2 separate regions of the Anser cygnoides genome follow, and region 2 is linked to region 1. The links are chromatin contacts, called in public Hi-C maps. All regions are on one chromosome and are shown on one strand. Each heading gives the region's core, a stretch centred on a gene start, on an enhancer-like site or on the middle of the called end of the contact. The rest is flanking DNA. Distances are from core to core; before and after follow the strand shown. Region 1 holds the start of MITD1 (microtubule interacting and trafficking domain containing 1). Region 2 holds the start of REV1 (REV1 DNA directed polymerase).

The links. Hi-C and Micro-C count contacts between places; a contact is called where the count stands out from the background.
Region 2: a contact with region 1 is called in a Hi-C map of liver, with 2.3 times the contacts expected there. The contact joins the promoter of REV1 here to the promoter of MITD1 in region 1. A contact is called at or near these places in 2 of 7 Hi-C or Micro-C datasets (granulosa cells and liver).

Annotation. Positions count from the first base shown.
Region 1 is chr1:142,133,530-142,139,702 of Taihu_goose_T2T_genome, reverse strand. It overlaps MITD1 (microtubule interacting and trafficking domain containing 1), which reads left to right and starts at 2,784. Exons shown (of 7, transcript XM_013180634.3): 1 at 2,784-3,075; 2 at 3,394-3,495; 3 at 3,632-3,768; 4 at 3,848-3,934; 5 at 4,573-4,688; 6 at 5,045-5,105; 7 at 5,193-6,173. The coding sequence starts at 2,922. The coding sequence ends at 5,288. It overlaps MRPL30 (mitochondrial ribosomal protein L30), which reads right to left and starts at 2,828. Exons shown (of 5, transcript XM_066983968.1): 1 at 2,691-2,828; 2 at 2,378-2,458; 3 at 1,413-1,559; 4 at 480-553; 5 at 210-391. The coding sequence starts at 2,828. The coding sequence ends at 259.
Region 2 is chr1:142,278,613-142,284,785 of Taihu_goose_T2T_genome, reverse strand. It overlaps REV1 (REV1 DNA directed polymerase), which reads left to right and starts at 3,176. Exons shown (of 24, transcript XM_066984023.1): 1 at 3,176-3,350.

The DNA.
Region 1 (6,173 bases), core at 1,535-4,034:
CCATAAACTGCAATAATCTAACCAAAATGTTTAAACATGAAGTAAAAACCCCAGCCATCTAGTATTTCAGGCAAACGTTAGCAACACTGAATTTTATATTTGTGCACATGTAACCCTTCCACAAATCTTTTAATCATCAGCGTCATCTCTGCCACTTGTACCAGACGTGGTAAGAATTAAGCTTCCATTTCATACACGGACACTTAACACAGGAGTTAAATTATTTATTTTAGAGAACATAAATGCAACCAGCACACCTTATGACTTAATTTCTTTCTGCTCCACAGGTTTCAGACGACTTCTAATGATAAGTTCTCCCTTGCTCGTAAGAAAGGTGTCTGACATTTCCTCTTCTGTTGGCAACCCGTAAGGTAGTTTCAGCGGCTGTATCCTAAAGGCAGAAGAGTCTGCTTAGTAAGGTTCTACGACTAGAATGGAGTTATATTAAGTATTCCAAATAAAATAAGTAGCTAACAAACCTTATCAGATGTTTAACAACTTTCAGTTTGGAATTCACAGAAGGGATATTTTTGTGCAGTCTTGGTTGATGTGCCTATAAAGGAGAGCATAGGTTTTAAAAATACACTTCTAAAGCACAAACCTCTGTTCACTGAACTTTCCACACTATCAGTAAAGATATAAACCACATATGCATATTTAGACCTAGAGAAATAAAACTCATGTATTCCGATAATACAAAAAATATGAAATCAATACTCAAATTCTTGATTCCAGCAAAATGACAATTCCAGCTTTATTCCCATCACATTATTAATACAAATTTCTTCCAACTGTTCAAAATACCTGTAAATGTAAATACAGTAGTTTACAGGTGAGACTTGATTCACTTAGGCCTTAAATTGATCAAACACTTTTTTCCTCCGTAATATAACATTGACTAGATGAATCTTTGCACAGTGTGCAATTTGGCCTATGAAAAACTGGAAAAACAAATTGACACAAACTTTTGGAGTTTATTTGAAAATTCATCATACCTTTTAGATTTGAAAGTCTTTTCAGTAATAAATGAGGCCTATTTGCCTGCTTGCAATAACTAATTAGTATCACCCAAAGAAAGCTGAGTTCTGAGTATTTACAAATCTGTTTTTATTTAAGCATTATTCTTAAGGTAAAGTTCTCCTCAAGCACAACAGCAATACCATACACATGTAATCTGAATTCCCAATAAATGGATATTTTCCATTAGTGTTCCTCTCAGCTCTTACATACATAATCCATTGCTCAGTTGTACTTTATAGTAGCTGTAAAGAAACTGAAATTTAGTGACTGTAAAAACTGAAGTCCTTAAAAACGAGCAAACATGCAAGAAAAACTGACGCCTGAATTCTACCCTGTTTCTCTACATATTTGATGTGCATAATAAGTATGAACTACAACCATCACCACAATACCTTATCCAGTCCAAGATTATGTATTATCATCTTTTCCCAATATGGGCGACCGATTACACTTTTTATTCTAGTAACAACATGGATTTTGTGGGGCTGCTCAGGGTCGCCTCCATACTTTTCATGATCTTCAGGCCGTGGTTGAAATACCTAGAATAGAAGTGTCACTGATTGTTTTTCTAAACACGTGAATTATTATTACACTTAACAAAATAACTCTCTTCAGCATTGGTAAATATCTAACATCTCCGATTACATTTCTTTTCAGAAGGTAAATGCACCAAGACCTCAAATTTAGCTTTATAACATTACCAAACGTATTTTTATAATGGTTTGAAGATTAATGCATTGACTCTGAAGTTAAGCCATACGACTGCATGGAGATACACAGAACCATAGAATCATTAAGGTTGGAAAAGACCTCCAAGATCATCTGGTCCAACCATCCCCCTACCACCAATGTCACCCACTAAACCATGTCCCTAAGCACCAGGTCCAACCTTTCCTTGAACACCCCCAGGGACGGTGACCCCACCACCTCCCTGGGCAACCCGTCCCAATGCCTGACTGCTCTTTCTGTGAAGAAATGTCTCCTAATCTCCAATCTAAACCTCCCCTGGTGCAACTTGAGGCCATTCCCTCTAGTCCCATCCCCAGTTACCTGTGAGAAGATGCCAACCCCCAGCTCCCCACAACAGCACTTCATCCGTATGTATCTCACAAGGACCTCTGTTCAGCCTATGAACGGTGAGTTTTTCCACAGGCTTTACGAATGATTTTACGAAAAGTGAAACTAAATGGCATCTTACAAAAGGTAAGCTACGATACAAATTAAGCCCAGCTTGCAGTCTCTTTGGCTTTAGAGTCATTTACCCACATCTCCAGAAATCTGCCACAGCACAGAATTAAGCCCCAAATTAAGCAGGCTGATGTCTCTTCTCAGTGTCCTCAACTACGGCAGCGCGTACCTCCTTGGGAATTCTCGACCTGGTGAACATCTGACGGGCCCAGACTGCGGGCGCTACCCCCTCGGTCCTCTTCCCCAGCACCTAAAAAACAAACAAATAAATAATGTCATTCGTGGCCTTACAGCCCTGAACGCCCGCCAGCAGATTGCGCAGCCGCTTGAATTCACATTCGGCGAGCACACAGCCTGCATTTACTACATCTCGCGGCGGCTGACGGCGAAGAGAGTACCCCGGCACTGAGGTACTTTCCCGGCCAGCAGAGACCCCGACCGGCCCCCACAGCCCCCCAGGACCCCCGGGACCCCCCGGCCACCTTCCACACAGCTCCTAGCCCCACGCCGCCGCGCCCCGCCGTGGCCGCCATTTCGCGGCGCTGTTCCCCGGCCGGGCACCGCCACCGCCGCGCTCGAGTTCCGAGGCGGGGGAAGGACAAGGGTGAGGCACAGCCCATTCCCCCGCCTCAGTTTCCATTTCCCCGGCAGCCGGTCGCCGTGCCCCACCCGGTCCCCGTCCCCGTCCCCTCCCGGTCGCCTCCGCGGTGCCCATGTCGCGGGCGGGGGGCGATGGCACCGCGGCGCTGGAGCGGGCCGGGGCGGAGACGGTGAAGCGGGCGGTGGAGCTGGACCTGGCGTCTCGTTTCCAGGAGTCGCTGGTGTGCTACCAGGAGGGCATCGACCTGCTGCTGCAGGTGGTCAAAGGTACCGGGCGAGGGCTGCGAGTAAAGCCGTACGGGGGGGCTGCGAAACCCCCTTCCCCGCGCCCTCCCTCAGGGACCGCCAGCCGCCGTGGTCCTGAGGAGACGCGATCGGTGTGTGCTCCCAGGGCCGGTCCCCGTCCCGGTCCTTGTCCCCATCCCGGTCCCAGTCCTCGTCCCCATCCCCATCCCTGTCCCCGTCCCCATCCCGGTCCCCATCCCCGTCCCCCGTCGCTTCAGGGGACGAAGCGGCGCCGGGAGGAGCCGGTGCCCGGGTGGCCGAGGTCTGGAGAGAACTGACCCGTGCGGTTTGGCTTTGCAGGCACAAAGGATGAGGCAAAAAAGCAGCGTTACCGGCAGAAGATATCTGAGTACATGACCAGGGCTGAAGACATTAAAAAGCACATTGAGAAAGAGAAACAAGGTGGGGAGCTGCGACTGACCCGTTTGTCTTTAAATGTCTGTCATAACGTGGGCAAGGTGGTTGACATCGGAATTCTGCCGGGGTCTTTACTGAAAAAAGATATATATATATATATATATATTTTTTTTTTTTTCAGATGGCAAATACCATAAGCAAATCAGGATAGAGGAAAATGCAACAGGTTACAGCTATGAAAAGCTTTTCCAAGAGTATCTGACTGAGATTGTTTCTGAAGTTTGGGTGGAGGACCCGTACATTAGGCACGTTCATCAGGCAAGTGGATATTCAGCATAGCATATGCATGTAATAGCTAAAAAAATCCAAGTTACTAAATTAAACAAAACTTTTACAGCTGTATAACTTCCTACGGTTCTGTGAGATGCTGGTTAAGGGGCCATGCAAAGTGAAAACTATTCACCTCCTCACTTCCTATGATGAAGTAAGTGCATAGATCTGGGTTTCTTTTTCCCCGTTCTCAGGTGACACCACACAAACACATGCAACATGTGTATATATATATAAAACTGAAATATAAACTTATTCTTACTTACACATACTTGTTAGAGAAAGGCTTTGATGCCTTTGATGCAGAAAACACAAGATTAAGAGAAAAATGAAATGTGATAGTCGAATATAAATAATTTCATACATTCAGAGTTCTTTGATAAGTCTAACATTCTCGGTAAGACAGATCTTAAATGAAAAAGATACTTTTTGTGAAAATTTTGTTGTGGAAGATGTCATCAAAAACAGTGTCAATTTTTTTCCTTTTCAAACAGCTTATATAGCTATCATTTTAGATGCTTTGATGAGCTAAAACCTTTCAAACTATCTCTGCATTTATTCTATATCAAATAGTAATCTATATTTAGTTCTCAAGGGCTGAGGGCGAGCTCTTCCTCTACATCCTGTAGCAAGTGTGCCTGTAATCTGTCTGCTTCTTATCCTGTCAGCAAAAATGCAAATCTACTGTCATCCAAGAGACTTTGAATTTAAAGTATTACTAAAAAGGTTTTGTTGGGGATTTTAGGAAGAGGTGACCAAAAGTAGAATGTGTAATATTTTTACTTTTATCAGGGCAGTGGGAGGAATCAACAGACAAGTGGCTTGGAAGAAATAAAACAGTCATTGAGGAATTATGGAGTTACGCTGAATGTTGCATTTTCATCTTCAATACATGATCGAGAAATTAGGTGAGTGATATAAAAAATCACTGAATGGCAATTGAAGTCAAACTACTACCTAACCCTAACTTCTGAGATAATTTCTAAGTACAGCTGTAGTTAGCAAAGTAGAAGGCACTGGCCCTCACTGGATAAAGTTAGTCCTCCACACCTTGACAGTTTAGTATGTTCTAACTGAACACAATATTAGATATCTTTTTTTTTTTTTGAACAGAAGAGTGCTTTCTATTGTTCCATTGTTTGTACAGGTACCAGCTATGCTAGAAAATAATTGTGAAGGAGCTTGTAAGTCATGTGAATATAAATGTTTTTCTTCAATGTGATCATACACTTACAGTTTTAAAATTTGTTAATTTTGAAAACAGATTCAACAATGGATGGATGATTAAGATCGGAAGGGGTCTTGATTATTTTAAGAAACCAGAGGTAAAAATACTTTGACCGCTTTAATTAACTAACACTGTAGAATAGCTTGTTCTGTGTTACCCATGTCAATTCTGTCAATTTCTGTAGGGTCGTTTCAGCATTGGATACTGTGACTTTGACTTACGACCTTGTCATGAAACTACAGTGGACGTCTTTCATACAAAACATACAAAGAAAATGTGATCACTGGTTTTAGTGAGTGTTTTTATAAGCATAAAAATGTAATCATGACTGGAAGATACCGCTTGGGTCCAGCTGTCCACCACCAGAAGCAAATCCATAATAGGTATTTTGTCCAGCACTCCTTTTATAATCTATAGGTTTAAAAATATTTGTGCCTTTTCACTCTGAGAAAACAAAATTATGCAGTTCACCCACTGTGCTTATTTATGCTATAATCTTAAGGAATACACTTAATGTCTAAATTTGAGCTTATGGAGAAGGGGTTTTATACTATACCTCAGTACGGTCTCTCAAAGGCCTCTTTCCTGGCATTTCTATTTTTACTATTAATTTTCTTTGTCTTGAGCAAATTTTTGCATTTGTGTCTTTAATTGACCACCTCGCAAACTTCTGTGGCTGAGGCACCGCTTCAGCCCATATGTTCTCTTTGATAAACAGCCCATGTATTTCATCTGATTCTTGTATTCTAGTCAAGACGACTGTTCTGCTGTGTTTTAATCAATCCCTTAATAACTGACTTTACGGACTACAAGTAACCCCAAATGTAGCATTCCGTTCTCTAAGCTCCTTGCGTGCAAACATTGTAGTGTTCAGTATGTAGACATTTTAGAGTCTTCTTGTACATTTCTCTGAATAATGGATTTGGGTCTGGAAAGGATGCAAGCAACGTTCTAGCTGTATTCTTTTCACTATTATTCATATATGTTCTTTTATTCCCTGGTGCATTTCCATCCTTTGCATTAGGCGTGGAAAAGCATATGACCCTCTCCCAGTCTTCCTCTCATTTTAATGTCTGTCCTCTTACTGCTATCTGAACTGCAATGACCTATTGCCCTGCTACTTAGTCCCCTAAAAAAAGTAATAACTAATTTTTAAATTATTCTA
Region 2 (6,173 bases), core at 1,927-4,426, 140 kb before region 1:
TTGGCATCATGGCTAAGATGTATGTGTACGTAGCGATAGGCCTTATGTAACACATTAATGCTAGAACTAAATGCTGCAGATTAGATTTTTACAACAGCATTTTTCACCGGTTACCATGAAACAATAGTGCTTGGTCAGGAAACTACTGCAATAATCCTGCAGCTTTTTACAAGTCAATATTTAAGGCATCGCTACAGCAAGGCTGTGTTACTACAGCATTGCAGGAGCTGTGAAGTGAGCCTCCGTCATTCATAATTACCTAGACGCAGGAAACCGCCGATGCGCACGTCCTCAGCTTCTCCTCGGGGGCCGGGGGGGTGTTTCCACCGGTGCAGCCTAAGGCGACCCTGCGGATCACCACCAGAGGCAGCGCAGCAGCTGCCTGCAGCCCCGGCCCGGCTCCACGGGGTGTCAGCAGCGGGTTGCGAGGGCAAAGCTGGGTGGGGAGGGTGCCTTCGTCGTGCCCTCACCTCCCTGTTAGACGGTGTCCAAGTGAGGCAGACGTAGGACCCTTCCAACCCAGACCGCCCCGTGGGTCTACCACATAGTGCATGACAAGGAAACGGGGTGCTGTCTGCCGCCTTGCAGCTGTTCCCAGTGGGTTGTCGGTCTTCCAGGGGCTGCTGGCACGGAGTAAGAGCTGCAGAAGCTGCAGGACAGTGACTTATGGAAAAGTAGAGAGCAGTAACTGGTAGTCAGTCGACTTCACCTTACTTAGCTTCTGGAGCTGGTATGAGGATGGTGAGCCTTCTGTTACCGGATGATCACCGTGGCTCTAGCAGGGCCAAGTAATTGCCAGTCCTTTTCCTCTGGAACATAGCTAACTACAGACCAGCACAACAGGAATTGTGAAAAACACAAAAAACATGGCCAATGTTAAGTTATTCCTATTCCTCCGCCTGTGGCATAGCAGTGGATTGAGTCCCTGTTGGCCCTCGTATTTACGTGTATTATGATGGCCCAAGACCAATCAAAGGAACACACAGAAGTATCAACGTGAGGACAGACCTTCAGCTGGTGGCTCTACATGCCCTTCCTGGCACAAGGAGGCCCAGAGTTATCCTGTATTTATGACAACAACCTTCAAAGCTCACAGCATCTGCAGCCACTGCTAGGTCGTGTCTCCCTTATCAGGCTGCAAGAAGCATGACACGAAGCCTCTCATACTTCACCTGAAATTCCCTCGTGCTGGATTGATTGAAATTATTTGTTTTTTGTTGGTGGGAGCAGAATTTGACTCAGACAGTAGGATTTATATGGACAAGCTGCTTACCAGTCACACTGACCCCACTGAGATGCTCCAAGACCACAGTCCCATTGAACTGAGGCCTGTACATATGTTGCCTCTCTCTCCCCAGCCCCAGATTTGATTCCAAACTTGGTGAAGATAGCAAGAATTATTTTTCTGAAGTCAACATGCTTTAAGCTGGGCTTTACCCTGTAAATATTTACACAATGAGTAAGCATATGCCCCGGTTCCTGATCTGCCTACTATAACCTAAGATTTGTCTATGTCAGCTTAGAAGCCTGCCAGTGCAGATGAAGTGCAAAATGAAGGCTTTACAAGACACAGAAGTAAATAATTCCTGTTAATATTTGCCCCTTTACCTAAATTTTTATACTTTCATCCTCTCTTTAACAGTAATTCCTTTCCCTTTTACTTATTTTAGCTAGTTATATGTAATCTTTGCTGAAAGTATTGTATGGTTACTTCACCCTTTTTCACTGTTACCTCTTAACCTAGCTTTACTTCACGAAACAAAACAGTCGTCCCCACATGCCTCCCTAAATAATTGTTGGTTCCTCTTATAATTTGCTTATATGCCAGCTTCTATTTAAAAAATAAAATATAATCGTTGACTAACCATTTTAAAGCTGTTCTTGCCAACCTAAATTAATCCCCGCTCCACTTGTCTTTCTGCCTTTCTGCTCCACAACTGCCCCCTAGAGAAATTGCTCTGGAAGGAAACAAAAACGCACACATCCACTCACGCAGCACGGGTAACAGTTGGTTTGCTCCAGACTGGCAAGGACTAAGCTTGGTAGAGGCATTTCTCAGCAAAGGTGGAAAATGTTGGCCCAGTGAAGTGGATATGCTTTAGATAATGTACCTTTTTCTGAACAGTGTCTTGCAAACATGTTGTTTCAGGTAAATAATGCAATTTCTGATCTAAATTAGAGAGAAAGCTGACAGCCACAACGTCTCCGGAATTTGAGAGTTTAAGGCTGGTCTAAACTCTGGTTAGCACTTCTACCTGGCAGGGAACACCCACCTTTTGAATATGGGTTTCATTAAAATTCTGAGTAAAAACCGATTTATTTATTTTTTCTCATGAAGGTGCTAGGAGGTTTCCCTTGAACATTTTCTGTGTGAAATGAAGAAACCACGCCCTGGCTAAAATAGCTGAGGGTCACCAGACTTCAGTAGACATGAACTTCATGAACTTGAGTAAAAAACAAATGGTTTTGGTTTTGTTTTTTTCTCATGAAGGTGCTAGGAGGTTTCCCTTGAACATTTTTCTAAGTGAAATGAAGAAACCACGCCCTGGCTAAAATAGCTGAGGGTCACCAGACTTCAGTAGACATGAACTTCACGAACTTGACTGTTCCTTATCCTGCCTGGATACTTTGACAAGTATGAATTGGGTGTGGGGAAAAGCCTGGCCAGTCCTAACGCTCTTGGCTCCCTCACACAGCGCAGGGCAGGGAAACACTTGGAAACTTTTTTCTAAAGCATGGGACAACCGTTTCTGTGCTCTGACAATACAAGTGGAGGAAAGAAGGTTATGGATAAGGGCTTCTCTTACAGAGAGGCATGTATCTTATTACTGAAACTGAACCTGTGTGGGAGGACTGATGGGCAAACTGGGGTTTTGGCCAGCACGAGTGGGGTTCTATCAGTGTGGATTTGTGGGACTGGGGCCATTTTCTCTGTATAAAGCGAACTCAACCACGGCCCGAGTTTCCCGTTAGCAGCAGGACTAACGAGGCCTGCCTTCCTACGGGCACGTCTCGCTTCCCCTCACGGGGCTCCCCTCAGCGCCCCGCCAGGGGGCGCCGCCGCCCCGCGGCCATCCCGCAGCGGGCGGGCGGGCGGGGAGGGGAGGGGGGGAGGGGAGGGGAGCGGGAGCCGCGCGCGCCCGTCCCGCCCCGCCCCGCGTCACGTGCCCGGCGGGCGGCCGTTGGTGGCGCGAGGCTCTCCCGTGACGCGCTCGCAGGAAGGGCGGGGGGAAGAGGAGGAGGAGGAGGAGGAGGAGGAGGAGGAGGAGGAGGAAGGCTGGCGGCCGTTACCGGGGGGAGCCGCCATGTGAAGCCCCGGCCGGCAACGCGCGGCTGGGAGGCGGCGGAAGGTGAGCGGCGGTGCGGTGCTGCGGGCTCCTTGCTTCCTTCCCTCTCCCCCCCCCCCCGTCATGGCGAGGCCCCCATGGCGGTTGGCCTAAGAGGAAAAGAGCCGTGGGGGGGGGGGGGGGGGGAAATTGGGGGGGGAGCTGCGGGGCCCCTGCCCTGCCTCGGCCCCTCCCTGCGGCCTGGGCCTGAGGAGGAGGAGGAGGAGGAAGGGGGGTGGGGGGGGGCGGTGTTATGTAACCGCCGGCGGGGGCCTTCGGCGGGGAGGCGGGCGTGGGGGGGGAGGGGAGAGGGAGGGGAGGGGGTGGGGGAGGGCTGAGGGGGGGTGTTAGGGCTTGAGGGGGGAGGGTGAGGTTTGGGGGGCCGCAGGTGCCCCTCCCCCGCCGGCACCTGCATGGGTACCCGTGGGGGGGGGGGTGTTGGGGGGGTCGGCAGCGAGGGGTCACTGCGGGGAAATAGGGGAGGGGACGCGGGGATAAGGTGTGTGGTTTGGGGGGGGGGAAAAGCCCGAGCCCTGTCGCAGCCCCGCCGCCCTCTCCTCCCCCCGCAGCCGGCTGCGGATTTTGCGCCCCGCGTTGGCTGCGAGTCGCCTGTGCTGAGCGAGGGTGGCTGGTGGGTGAGGGGGGAGGAAGGGGCACGGAGGGCTCGCCTCTTCCCCCCCCCCCCCCCCCCTCCTTCCCCGCCTGCTGCTGCTGCTGTGTTTTGCTACGTAGCCAGCGCCGGCCTGACCCAGCAAAAGGCCCCTGATGGGAGGTGCGCGGGGATGGCATGTAAACCTTGAGAACGGAGGGGAGGGTGATAGCGCGAGCACGCGATTATTTATTATTTTTTTTTTGGGGAGGTAGGAAAGCTGTGGTGCGTGCTGCAATGTTCCATTATCCCCCGTGCTTTACGGTTAATGTCAGCCTTCGGAAAGGCAAGGCCTGCAAATGCTCCATTTGTGTTAATTAGAGATTTTTCTCCCTGAAAAGAAGAGTTGATGTTTATTACGGATCTTGATTTAAAGTCTAGGTCCAATCTCAAATTTGATAGTGCAATGCAAAGAAGCAAACCCAGCAGATTGCAATTACATGAGCTGAATTTTAACTATAACCTCTTACATCTAATAGCAATTAGGCAACAGTTTAAAACAGTCTTATCGGAGCAACAACAACACCTAATGAAAAGGTTACAGCCAAAATACGTTTGTGAAGCAGCCCAGTTTTATTAAGATATTTAACGCAGAAATCCAGATGTCTGACAAATTCTTTCTTTGCCATCTTGTCTCAAGTGTGTAGTCGCTGCCCATCCCCACCATATTTGTCTTTCACTCAGCCCAATTCTTCCACTGGACGGTGCACCAAGTCCCTGTTGGTAAATAATCCCAAGCTGTCAGACTGGAGGTCACTGCTAGGACAGTTAGTAGAGGCTCAGTGCAGACACCTGCCTTGTGACTTATTGCTGTTTAACTACTTGGAGATAGATTATTTTTAAAGTAAAACTGTAGTAGTATACGGGAAAAAAAAACCCACACCATATTTCAGGCCAATGTAGTAAACTCCATGTGTGTATTTTTGTGCACAGTAAATGTCTTCAGTGCGTTATTCAGGAATTGGCCTTCGAAGTGTATCGCCAGTCTGTCTTTCTGGATGGTGTTCATCCTCTTACTTAGCCATAGCCTGGTGTGGTGCAGCCAGCGTCTCGTAAGTGGGTGCTGAGTTTGCTCGATCTTTTCTCATCCCTTGACCTGGATGTCTGTCTTAAGGAAGCTTCATGGCAAATTTTCAATCTTGCTACCATCCATTTCAGCTACTAGGGAGATTTTAAAAAAAAAAAAAAAAGAAGAGACTCTTAATACAAAACCTGGTTTTGAGTACATAGGAAAAATGTGATTACAGACTTTTTAATGAATTAGTTGTTCAGGACAAGTAGGAAGAGAATAGCTTACCTGACCCTGCCATGTGCTTTCCCCCATTTAATCTGTAAGCTATTGTTTACGTTATGAAGAATGATTTTTTTATTGAACATCTTTCTGCTTTAATTAAAGGAGTATATTATCTCTGAGATCTCTGTCGGCTCTTAAGAGTGCGTTTGTCTGGTACAGATGTAGCAAGGGAGCTAAATACCCAAATGCTGAAACCCTCCCCCAAGAATACAGTGTAGATAAGTTTGGTGACAGTGCCATGTGTTTACAAAGTATAGCAAAAGGAGGAAAAAGTGGAAGCAAATAGAAACGGGAACGTCCAGGTAGTTATAAAGAATGTTGAAAGGAAAGAGAGCAAATCTAACTGGGTGCAAAAGAGCATGAGGAACAGGCAAGGAATTCTCAGACACGGTTCATGCAGTATGATTGTGGAAATGTCTCTTTTTTTTAAGAGTCAAATTTGTGTAGAGCTTCTTCTCCCTGAGAGCAGCTTTCTGCTCTGTTGTGGAAACCAGACAGCATTTTAATTGGAGACACAGCTGGTTTTAGGGAGGAGGGCTTCTCATGTCTGTGGTCCCTCTGCTTCTGTATTGCATGCGGAGTAGCTGGTGCTCATAAGATAGGAATGAGAATTAGGAAACTCTTCTTTCTCGCTCCTTAGCGGAAGAGAGGTGAGTACGTAGAACAGCTTTAAATTCTGGGCAGTGATGATAACTTCCATTCCTGTTGCTTGTCTTTTCAGAGCTAGCTGAAGGGCTGCTGCTACTGTAGTTAAGGAATCTGTGACAGTTAAATTCATCTGAGAGATACTTTTAATTTGGTATACCCACAGAAATGATCGCTGTATCTTCTATATTTTTTGCTGCAACTGTCTAAGCAGACCATGCCTCCTGAATTTCAGTGTTAACTTTTAGGAAGAGTAGAT